Regions from separate parts of the Sus scrofa genome. Here region 1 is linked to region 2. Evidence: chromatin contacts called from public Hi-C data. All regions are on one chromosome and are shown on one strand. Each heading gives the region's core, a stretch centred on a gene start, on an enhancer-like site or on the middle of the called end of the contact. The rest is flanking DNA. Distances are from core to core; before and after follow the strand shown. Region 1 overlaps PTK7 (inactive tyrosine-protein kinase 7). Region 2 holds the start of DNPH1 (2'-deoxynucleoside 5'-phosphate N-hydrolase 1).

The links. A called contact is a pair of places that touch in the nucleus more often than the background predicts.
Region 1: a contact with region 2 is called in a Hi-C map of alveolar macrophages, with 2.6 times the contacts expected there. The contact joins the enhancer-like site here to the promoter of DNPH1 in region 2. A contact is called at or near these places in 1 of 5 promoter capture datasets (liver), 12 of 47 Hi-C or Micro-C datasets (alveolar macrophages, blood, epiblast stem cells and 5 more) and 1 of 2 datasets of contacts at active chromatin or transcription factors (alveolar macrophages).

The regions. Positions count from the first base shown.
Region 1 is chr7:38,204,223-38,208,566 of Sscrofa11.1, reverse strand. PTK7 (inactive tyrosine-protein kinase 7) reads right to left here. Exons shown (of 20, transcript XM_005666019.3): 20 at 2,905-3,917. The coding sequence ends at 3,757. Among named protein-coding and RNA genes, the nearest start is that of SRF, 6.9 kb to the left of the region's middle. Within about 2 kb of position 2,481, at least 1 of the 83 cell types and tissues checked has an H3K27ac peak or open chromatin away from gene starts, as enhancers often do. A contact at or near this core is called in alveolar macrophages, where this site is marked.
Region 2 is chr7:38,265,741-38,270,554 of Sscrofa11.1, reverse strand. It overlaps DNPH1 (2'-deoxynucleoside 5'-phosphate N-hydrolase 1), which reads left to right and starts at 3,194. Exons shown (of 4, transcript XM_021098744.1): 1 at 3,194-3,495. The coding sequence starts at 3,216.

The sequences.
Region 1 (4,344 bases), core at 1,232-3,731, 61 kb after region 2:
AACAGTAGTACCAATAATGCAAACAGGGAACATGGCTGGAGGAGCAGGTTTGGAAGAGAGATGAATTCAGTTTGGGTCTAGGAAAACAGGTGGAGGGAAATATTCTGCAAAAGAAGGGGAGTGTGAGTCTGAAGCTTGAGGTAGAGGCTGGAATTGGAGCTAATGCTTTGGGAACTGTCCGCACGGAAGGGCCAGTGAAACCACCCAAGGTAAGATGTGATTGCCAAGGCTGAGAAGGTTGAGAGAAGGCAGCCAGGGACAGAATCCAGGAGGATAGCCATCTCTGGGGCAGGCAGGAGAAGGAAGCCACAACCAGGGCTGGGGAAGGGCTGGTCAGAGAAGGTGGACGCGGCATACCGTCATCAAAGGCAAGAGAGGAGAGTCAAAAAGGCAGATGGGGCCAGCAGCATCAGCCACCGCAGAGTGGTTGAGGAAGACCAGGAGTGAGAAGAGGCTTAGTGACTAATGACCTTCTAGAGCAGTGCCTTGCAATACTTCTGGATACAACCCACAGCAGGAAATCATTTTTACATTGCAACTTGGGGTGAACTGGATTATAGCTCCTAATTTTCACACCTTGTGTTAGAATTAGACAGCCACATCCTTCGCTCTCACATCCTGCAGGTGCTGATATTAGTGTTTTGTTTTTGTTTTGGTTTGGTTTTTTTTGGCCATGCCCATGGCATGCAGAGGTTCCCAGGCCAGGGATTGAACCCTTGCCATAGCAGCAACCCTCGCCATAGCAGTGACAATGCTGGATCCTTAACCCCCTGAGCCACCAGGGAACTCCTGATATTGGGTGTTGACATGATACTTACTTTGGCTCATAAAATGTTAATACACTGCTGCTTTTATTTATTTACTTTGTTGTCTTTTTAGGGCCCCATCCGAGGCATATGGAGGTTCTGAGGCTAGGGGTCAAATCCAAGCTGCAGCTGCCAGTCCACACCACAACCACAGCAAAGCCAGATCCAAGCCGTGTCTATGACCTACACCATGGCTCATGGCAACGCAGGATCCTTAACCCGAGTGAGGACAGGGATCGAACGTGTATCCTCATGGATACTAGTCAGATTTGTCTCCTCTCAGCCATGATGGGAACTCCAACTTATGCTTTTAAATGTGCTGACAAGATCTGGCTGGACTTCTTGTGCTCTAGAACTAGAGCATTGCTCTGGGGCCGGCAGATTAGACCCAAGACAGACCCATGGTCTGCTGCCGAGCCCGGGTGAATCAGCTAAGTCCAGCCAAGACCAACTTGCAGATCTGTGAGTGAGAAAAATAAATGGTTGTTGTAAGTGACCGAGATTTTTGGGGTTGTTATGCAGTAGCAGCACTCAAATAACTAATATATAAGCTAACATACACAAATACATATCAAATATAACAAAATTTTGCAAAACAATTATCTACCCTTAAGGTATACCGTCTACTTTGATAGTTTTTATTGTATTTCATTTATTTTTTTATTTTTCAATTAAAAAAATTTTTTTTTCTTTTTACGGCTGCACCTGCAGCATATGGAAGTTTCTATGCTAGGGGTGGAATTGGAGCTGCAGCTGCTGGCCTCTGACACAGCCACAGCCAACATCCACTGAGCCAGGGATAGAACTCGTATCCTCACAGACACTAACCCACTGAGCCACAAAGGGAACTCCATGTTTCATTTTTTAAAAATACTGGTTACAACCCAGTTTGAAAGGCATTGCTCTAGAGAAATTGTTGTGTTTCTTTTGCTTTTTAGGGCTGCATCTGCAGCATATGGAGATTCCCAGGCTAGGAGTCCAATCAGAGCTACAGCTGCTGGCCTACACCAGAGACACAGCAATGCAGGATCCGAGCTACATCAGTGACCTACACCGCAGCTCATGGCAACAGCAGATCCTTAACTCCCTGAGTGAGGCCAGGGATCGAATCTGCAACCTCATAGTTCCTAGTCGGATTCATTTCAATGAGAATTCCCAAGAAATTGTTCCTAGTTGATTTTTTTTTTTTCACTCCGACACACCTGAGGGACATACCATACTGTATATCTACAAGAGAGGCTCACTTACCAGTTGTGCAACATTGGGGAAACAACCTGGCCTCCCTAAGCTTCAGTTTCAAAAAAAAAAAAAAAAAAGCCTTGATTTCCTAATCTGTGAAATGCGAACAATGAGATCTGGCTAAAAGAGTAGTGGCAGAAACTCAATGAGATAATTCACCTTAGGTGCTCAGCAAAGTGACAGGTACAGAATGAGGTGCTTTTTGGTTTTTTGGGGGGTTTTTGGGGCTGCACCCACAGCATATGGAAGTTCCCAGGCCAGGGACTGAATTTGAGCCACAGCTGCCATAGCAGGAACTCCCAGAGCGAGTATTTCATAAACATTAGCTGGTATGTTCATGACTAAGAAATCTGGTGAGGAACAGAAAGAACTAAAGCAATTCCAGAGGTGAGGGGAACTGTGCTCAAGTTACTATAAGGCAGAGAGGACAGCTGATGACACGAGGTCTGGCTAACGAAGAGGAAGGAACGAAACCAGCAGAGGGCTGAGAGCCCTGGCGCGTGTGGCATTAAGCGCATCTTTGTTCAGTTCCATTATTTCCATCACCCTCTTAGTCTTCAAGGGATTCAGAGACATGACTGTATCAGTTAAGTCCTCAGTCCTCCTCTAACTAGTCACCTCCTTGTGCTTCCACCTGAGCCGGAGCACCAGGCCAGCCAGTGGAGAATAATTCGCTGGCATCAGGGTCACAGGAAACAGGAGGTGGCCTCGCCTCCTCCAGGCCCACATCCTCAACTGCTCCACGAGCCAGCGGAGGGTCCAGCCCCTCCAGACTCTAGGAAGGCACGTGGCCCCTTCTGCTAAGTGAGGGAAGAAGGCACATCATTCTGGGCAATGGTAAGGAATGGACATCAGAAGCGGGCTGTAAAAAAGGCTTCTTTATTGAGAGCAGCGAGTGTAAAAAAAAAAAAAAACCAAAAAAAAAAAAACAAAACCCAAAAACAAACAACAAGAACATCAATAAAGGTGTGAGGCAGAGGCGGCCCACTCTCCCATCTCCTCCAGGACCCACCCCTACCTCCCAGGCCCTCCCACCCCACGCTGCAATTACATACAAAAGCCGCCCCGCGGTGCATACAAAAGGGGCGGGTTATATAGTGTCAAAAGCTCCTGAAAACTCCTTCATCTGCCAGGCACTTAGGATGAGAAAAGGAGAGAAGGGTAGGGAGGGGGCATGGGTCTGGGTCGGAGTGGGAGGGTACAAGTCCACGCACGGAGGACGCACTGGCTGGGTCCTCCGTGATCCTAGTGCAGATCCCAGAGTGGGCCCCGTGGGCCAGAACGATCCAGGAACTTGAGTAGATTAAGGACCTATACCCAACCCAGCTCACCTCCAGCCTAGCCCGCCCTGGATGAAGTTGGCAGGTGAGTGGCGAACTGGACCTGGTCATGGGGAGGAGACCCAGGCCAGAAACTGGAGTTACCTGAGGCACCCACACTGTCCCTGATGGGGAAAAGGGTGGCAGAGAAAGCTGCTCAGCCCGAGGCCCCAGTCACCCAGTCTGGGTCTGAATCCACCTCCCCGAGGGCAGAGGGTGAGGAAAAAGGAGAAAGCCCAGGCCCTGCCAGACCTCAGCAGTGCCTGCGGTGCCAGGGCGGGGCCCCTGGGGCCCGGGAGGACGGGATTCTTGCCCATCATGCTGCGGGCACCCCTCAGGAGGTCCTCCTCTGCCCACGCCATCCTGAGGCACAGCCTGCCTGGGCTCTCTCCTCACGGCTTGCTGTCCGCAGAGCTGTCTCCCAGGGCGTTGGCGATCTCGCTGAAGGAGGGCCGGTCCTTGGGGCTGAGGGCCCAGCAGCGCTGCATCAGCCGGTAGAGCTTGGAGGGGCAGCCCTCAGGCTGCGGGAGTCTGGCCTTCCCAGCCTGCAAATCTGCAGAAGGATGGTGGGAAGAGGGTCTTGTCAAAACAGTTAACCACTCCCGTCCAATAATCTGTGGAGCCTGCCATTCCCGCAGGTGGCCACGTGAGGGAGACTCGGAGGTGAGGGTGCTGGCCAGTGCTGGGGAGCAGGACTTAAGAAAGAGTTTATATATCAGACAGAACTTAGAATAGATTTACAAGGAGATCCTGCTGAATAGCATTGAGAACTTTGTCTAGATACTCATGTTGCAACAGAACAAAGGGTGGGGAAAAAAATGTAATTGTAATGTATCCATGTAAGGATAACTTGATCCCCTTGCTGTACAGTGGGAAAATAAACATAAAAATAAAAATAAAAAAGAAGGAGTTTATGGCAAATATCTTGGAACCAAAAGAAGCGAACACCCCTCTGTGGCTGGTGGGGGCAGGGTCCACGC
Region 2 (4,814 bases), core at 1,945-4,444:
GATGTGGGTTCAATCCATGGCCTCGTTCAGTGGTTTAAGGATCTAGCTTTGCTCTGAGCTGCGGTGTAGGTCACAGACAAGGCTCAGATCTGCTGTTGCTGTGGCTCTTGCCGAGGTCGGCAGCTGTAGCTCCAATTCACCCCCTAGCCTGGGAACTTCTATATGCGGTGGGTGCAGCCCTAAAGAGCAAAAAATTAATTAATTAAAAAAAAAAGATCTGGCATTGTCACTGCTGTGGCTTGGGTCACTGCTATAGCAAGGGTTCAATCCCTGGCCCCAGAAATTCCATATGGTGATTGGGTCACTTTGCTGTACAACAGAACTTGAAGAAACATTGCAAATCAACTATACTTTAAGAAAAAAAAAAAAAAAGAAAAAGAAATTTCCCCATGTTGCAGGCAAGGCCAAAAAAAAAAAAAAAAAAATCCCCAAAGCAATAGATTAAAAGAGGCTTAAAAGGCATGTAAAAAATGAGTAAGGGAGTTCCCATCGTGGCTCAGTGGTTAACGAATCTGACTAGGAACCATGGAGTTGCAGGTTCAATCCCTGGCCTCGCTCAGTGGGTTAAGGATCCAGCGTTGCCGTGAGCTGTGGCATAGGTCACAGATGCGGCTCGGATCTGATGTTGCTGTGACTGTCGTGTAGGCCAGCAGCTGTAGCTCCAATTAGACCCCTAGCCTGGGAATCTCCATATGCCACAGGTGTGGCCCTAAAAAAAAAGCTTCATGAGAAATAATATACATATCAATAAAATTTGCCAGTTGTAAGGGTACAATTTAATAATAAGTTGTAAATTGTAGAGTTGCGCAATCATCACTACAGTTCGGTTCTAGAATATGTTCCTACCCTGAAAATTTTCCTTGGGGCTCTGTAATCAGTTTCTACTCCCCTCAGCCTTCCACTAGTCTGTTTTCTGTATCTCTAAATATGCCTTTTCTGGACATTTGATGTAAATGCAATCATACAATATGTAGTCTTCTGCTCTCTCTACTAGCATATAAATTTAATACACCAGGGAGTTCCCGTCGTGGCGCAGTGGTTAACAAATCCGACTAGGAAACATGAGGTTGCGGTTCGATCCCTGGCCTTGCTCAGTGGGATAAGGATCTGGTGTTGCCGTGAGCTGTGGTGAAAAGTCCCAGATGCAACTCGGATCCCGCGTTGCTGTGGCTGTGGCGTAGGCCGGTGGCCACAGCTCCAATTGAACCCCTAGCCTGGGAACCTCCATATGCCACGAGAGCGGCCCAAGAAATGGCAAAAAGACAAAAAAATAAATAAAAAATAAAAATACACCAGTCCACTCACTATCCTCGCACCACCCCCATCCCATCACTTGGTGCCCCGCCCAACTCAGGCCTCTCTGCCTTGAGCAGAGGATTTGAGCTGCCAGCCATGACTGGCTCTGCATCCACATCCAACTCAACTGTGGTCACAGAACCAAACACGGGCCCTTGTGTCCCATCTGGAGATAGACAAAATATGCTTTTTCCTCCTTCTCCTTCATCCTAACGCAGAAAGAAGGGGAAGCCCCATTGGAAGTGTGGGCCCTAAGGACATGGAAGCTGGCTTTTTGTTTTTTAAGGTCTCAGAGTGAGAAACAAGATGCTCCATGTTTATATGTGCAGGTGAGATCCTCACTGTGGCAAGAACCAGAGGAAGGTGTGATGGCGGGAGGGGGGGTTGCCCATCGAGGGAGCCTGGCACCTGAGGGGCCTCCTAAGGATGCACGTGTGACTGGGAGTGAGAAGGTGCCCGGGGCCCTGGTGCACAGCTGAGCACACACACGTTTGCCCCTTGGTCCCCGTCTTTGGAGCTGGGCCCATCAGAGGACAGAGATGGTCTAAGGCCTCCTTGCCTTCTCTGTGTGTCTTTGCATTTTTAAAAGTTGTTACTGTGTTTGCTCTGTCACCTCACGGTTTTGGTACTTCACAGTTAATCAGGAAGAATTCATGGGACACCACGGACGGAGGCTCCTCTGGAATATGGAACTGGGCTCTCAGGCTTCCTTTGCACTGCGTGCTCTCTTGTTCCACTTGAACGTCTGGTTCTAAATTTGTTTCATTTTCACCATAAAATGAGGGGGAATCATTGTGATGAGCAGCGAGCCATGGTGTGTCTCCCCCAAGACCTTGCTTGAGCAGATTAGAAGGTGCCTTCAAAAGCCGCTTCTCTCTGCACCCACTCATTCATTCAGGACATAGGTGATAAGTGTTTCCTACATGCCAGGCACAGTTCTGAAAGCTGAGGATACAGCAGTGAACAAACAGATGAAAATCCCTGCCCTCCTGGGGGCTTAGATTCTACCGAGTATAGAAAGACATAGAACAAAATTAATTTATTAAGCGTCCCCTCGTGCCCAGCGGCTTAAGGATCTGGCATTGTCACTGCAGCAGCGTGGGTACTTGCTGTGGCTTGGGTTGGATCCCTGGCCCGGGAACTTGTGCATTTCAGGAGCACAGCCAAAATAATAATAATAATAAACAATTTGGTACAGGGGAGGAGAAAGGACAAGGCAGAGGAGGGGGTGGGGTGGGGGACTGCCCTCTGGAAGAAGGGGGTCAGGGAAGATGACCTGAACAGCCTTGGAGGAGGTGAGCACGTGACCAGGGAGCTCTGAGGAACAAAAGGCTGCAGGGCACAGCAGAGGCAAAGGATCGGAGACAAGAGCACGACCAGCTTGCCTGAGGAACAGCCAGGAAGGCAGAGTGGCTGCAGAGAAGTCAGTGAGCTAATGGCCCTGGGACGAGAGAAGTGAGAGGGTCACCAGAGCCTGTGGGGCTGATGGGCCCCTGTGGGGGGTTGGGTGTGACCCCACGTGAGATGGGAGCCCTTGGAGGGTTTGGCTGAGGAGGGTCAAGGCCTAAGCAATGAGTGTTCCCAGGGTCACCCTGCAGGAGACCAGACTGTGTAGCAGGAAAGTGGGGAGCCTGTGAGGACGCTGCTGAGAGAGGGAGTGGAGGCTTGGAGGAGGGTGGCTGAGTGGAGGTGGTGGGTGTGTGACCAGGCAGGACCCAGAGGGGGTTTTCCCTGGACAGGCCTCTCCCCATACCCATAGGCTCTGATTTAGCTCCTCGCTGGATAATCGTATCTGCTGCGCGTTTCCTGCGTTGTTTTACAGATTCTAAACCACCAGCACGTGGAAGAAATTGACTACTTGATGATCCTGAGCAGGTAACGCCCCCCCACCCCCAGCGTCTGGCTCCTAAGGATTGACGATGTTAACTCCTGGGGCACCGCGCCCTGTTGCCTACCTCGCCTTGGCCAATCAGGCAATTACTCAAGAGCTGATCCTACACCCTGGGGCGTCCCCCGCCCCCCTCACCTGGCCTTTAAAAATGTTTTCCTTAACCCCAGGGTGGGGTTTTTCATGTTTTGAGGTCCTGCTTAGCGCGGTGCATGATGGCTCCACTTCCCTTCACCACCACGAGGTGGCAGTAAATTGGCTTTTCTGCGTCAGGGGCCAATTTACCAGGATCCAAGGCTGGTTCCTAACAGGTGTGCATGTGAGTCTATGACTGGAGAGGAGCGCCGCTGGAAGCTGTGGTCGGGTAGGACGTAGGGTTTGATGAAGAGTCAAGAATGTCTTCCAGGTCGGGACGGTGGGGGGTGAACAGTTGAGAGGAATGAGTCGCCATCGGCAGAAACGGGCTTTCCTGGGGTGGAGGGCTGCCAGGAGCAGTGGGTGAGATGGGAGGACCTTTCCTCCCGCTTGGACAAGTTAAAGAAGTACCGGGAGTAGGTGAGCTCCCAGCTGTGTCTGCCTAGCGCGCCTTCGTTTCAAAGGTGTGGTCACTCACAGACCCCAGCCGAGCCGGGGGCGGGGCTGGGCCTGGTCACGTGAGGGGGAGGGGGCACAGGGCAGCGTGATGGCCGCAGAGGCGACACCAGTGGTTGGAGCGCTGAAGGGTGGGGATCTCCCGGGGCCCGGGCAGAAGCCCCAACCGGCTCGTCGGGCCTTGTATTTCTGCGGGAGCATCCGTGGAGGACGCGAGGACCAGGCACTGTACGGGCGGATCGTGTCGCGGCTGCGGCGCTTTGGGGCTGTGCTTACGGAACACGTGGCCGCAGCCGAGCTGAGCGCGCGCGGTGAGGCCGCCGGGCGCGGGCCAAGGGGAGGGCGCCGGCGGTGTCGGGTCCGGGCGTTGGCCCCCCTCCTGCTGAGTGCTTCCGGCAGCGCCCCTGCCCGAGAAGGAAAGGGCCCGGGGTCAGATGGCGTGTACGTCGCAATGCACCGGCCCTGTGAGCCCACTCCTCCCATGCAGTTAGTCTCCCCTTTGGTTCCTTTTTGGAGAACTTTCTTGGGCTCTTTCCAGACGCGTTTGTAGGGAGCAGCTGAATGGGAGTGGGCCTCGCCTGGCTGCACATCCCTCCTATAGAGAACGAAGCTCACCTGCCTTTACCCCTCTTTGGCGTGGAGGTATCAGCCCTCCCTCAGACCCGGGGACCCCTGTTCCTGAGACCACCGTCCCTCCCAGGCCCCCTGATTGGGCTGTTACTAATGCATCCTGCTCGTTCTGCTGGGTTGGCTTGGTTTCTGGACAGCTTTCTACTTAGGAAATGGCGCCAGAATTCTTGTACTTCTCAGAAAACCTTAAGTGTTTCCCTTGCCCCATTTAGGGGCAGATTTAGGTTTGTGCGACCTAATGCAGTCCTGAGAAACCTTTTATTTTTGTCCGCACCTGCAGCATATGGAAATTCTCAGGCCAGGGATTGAATCCTACTGGGGAGAGCTGCAGCAATGCAGGATCCTTTAACCCACTACACTGGGCCAGGAAGCAAACCTGCACCTCCACAGAGACCTGAGCTGCTGCAGT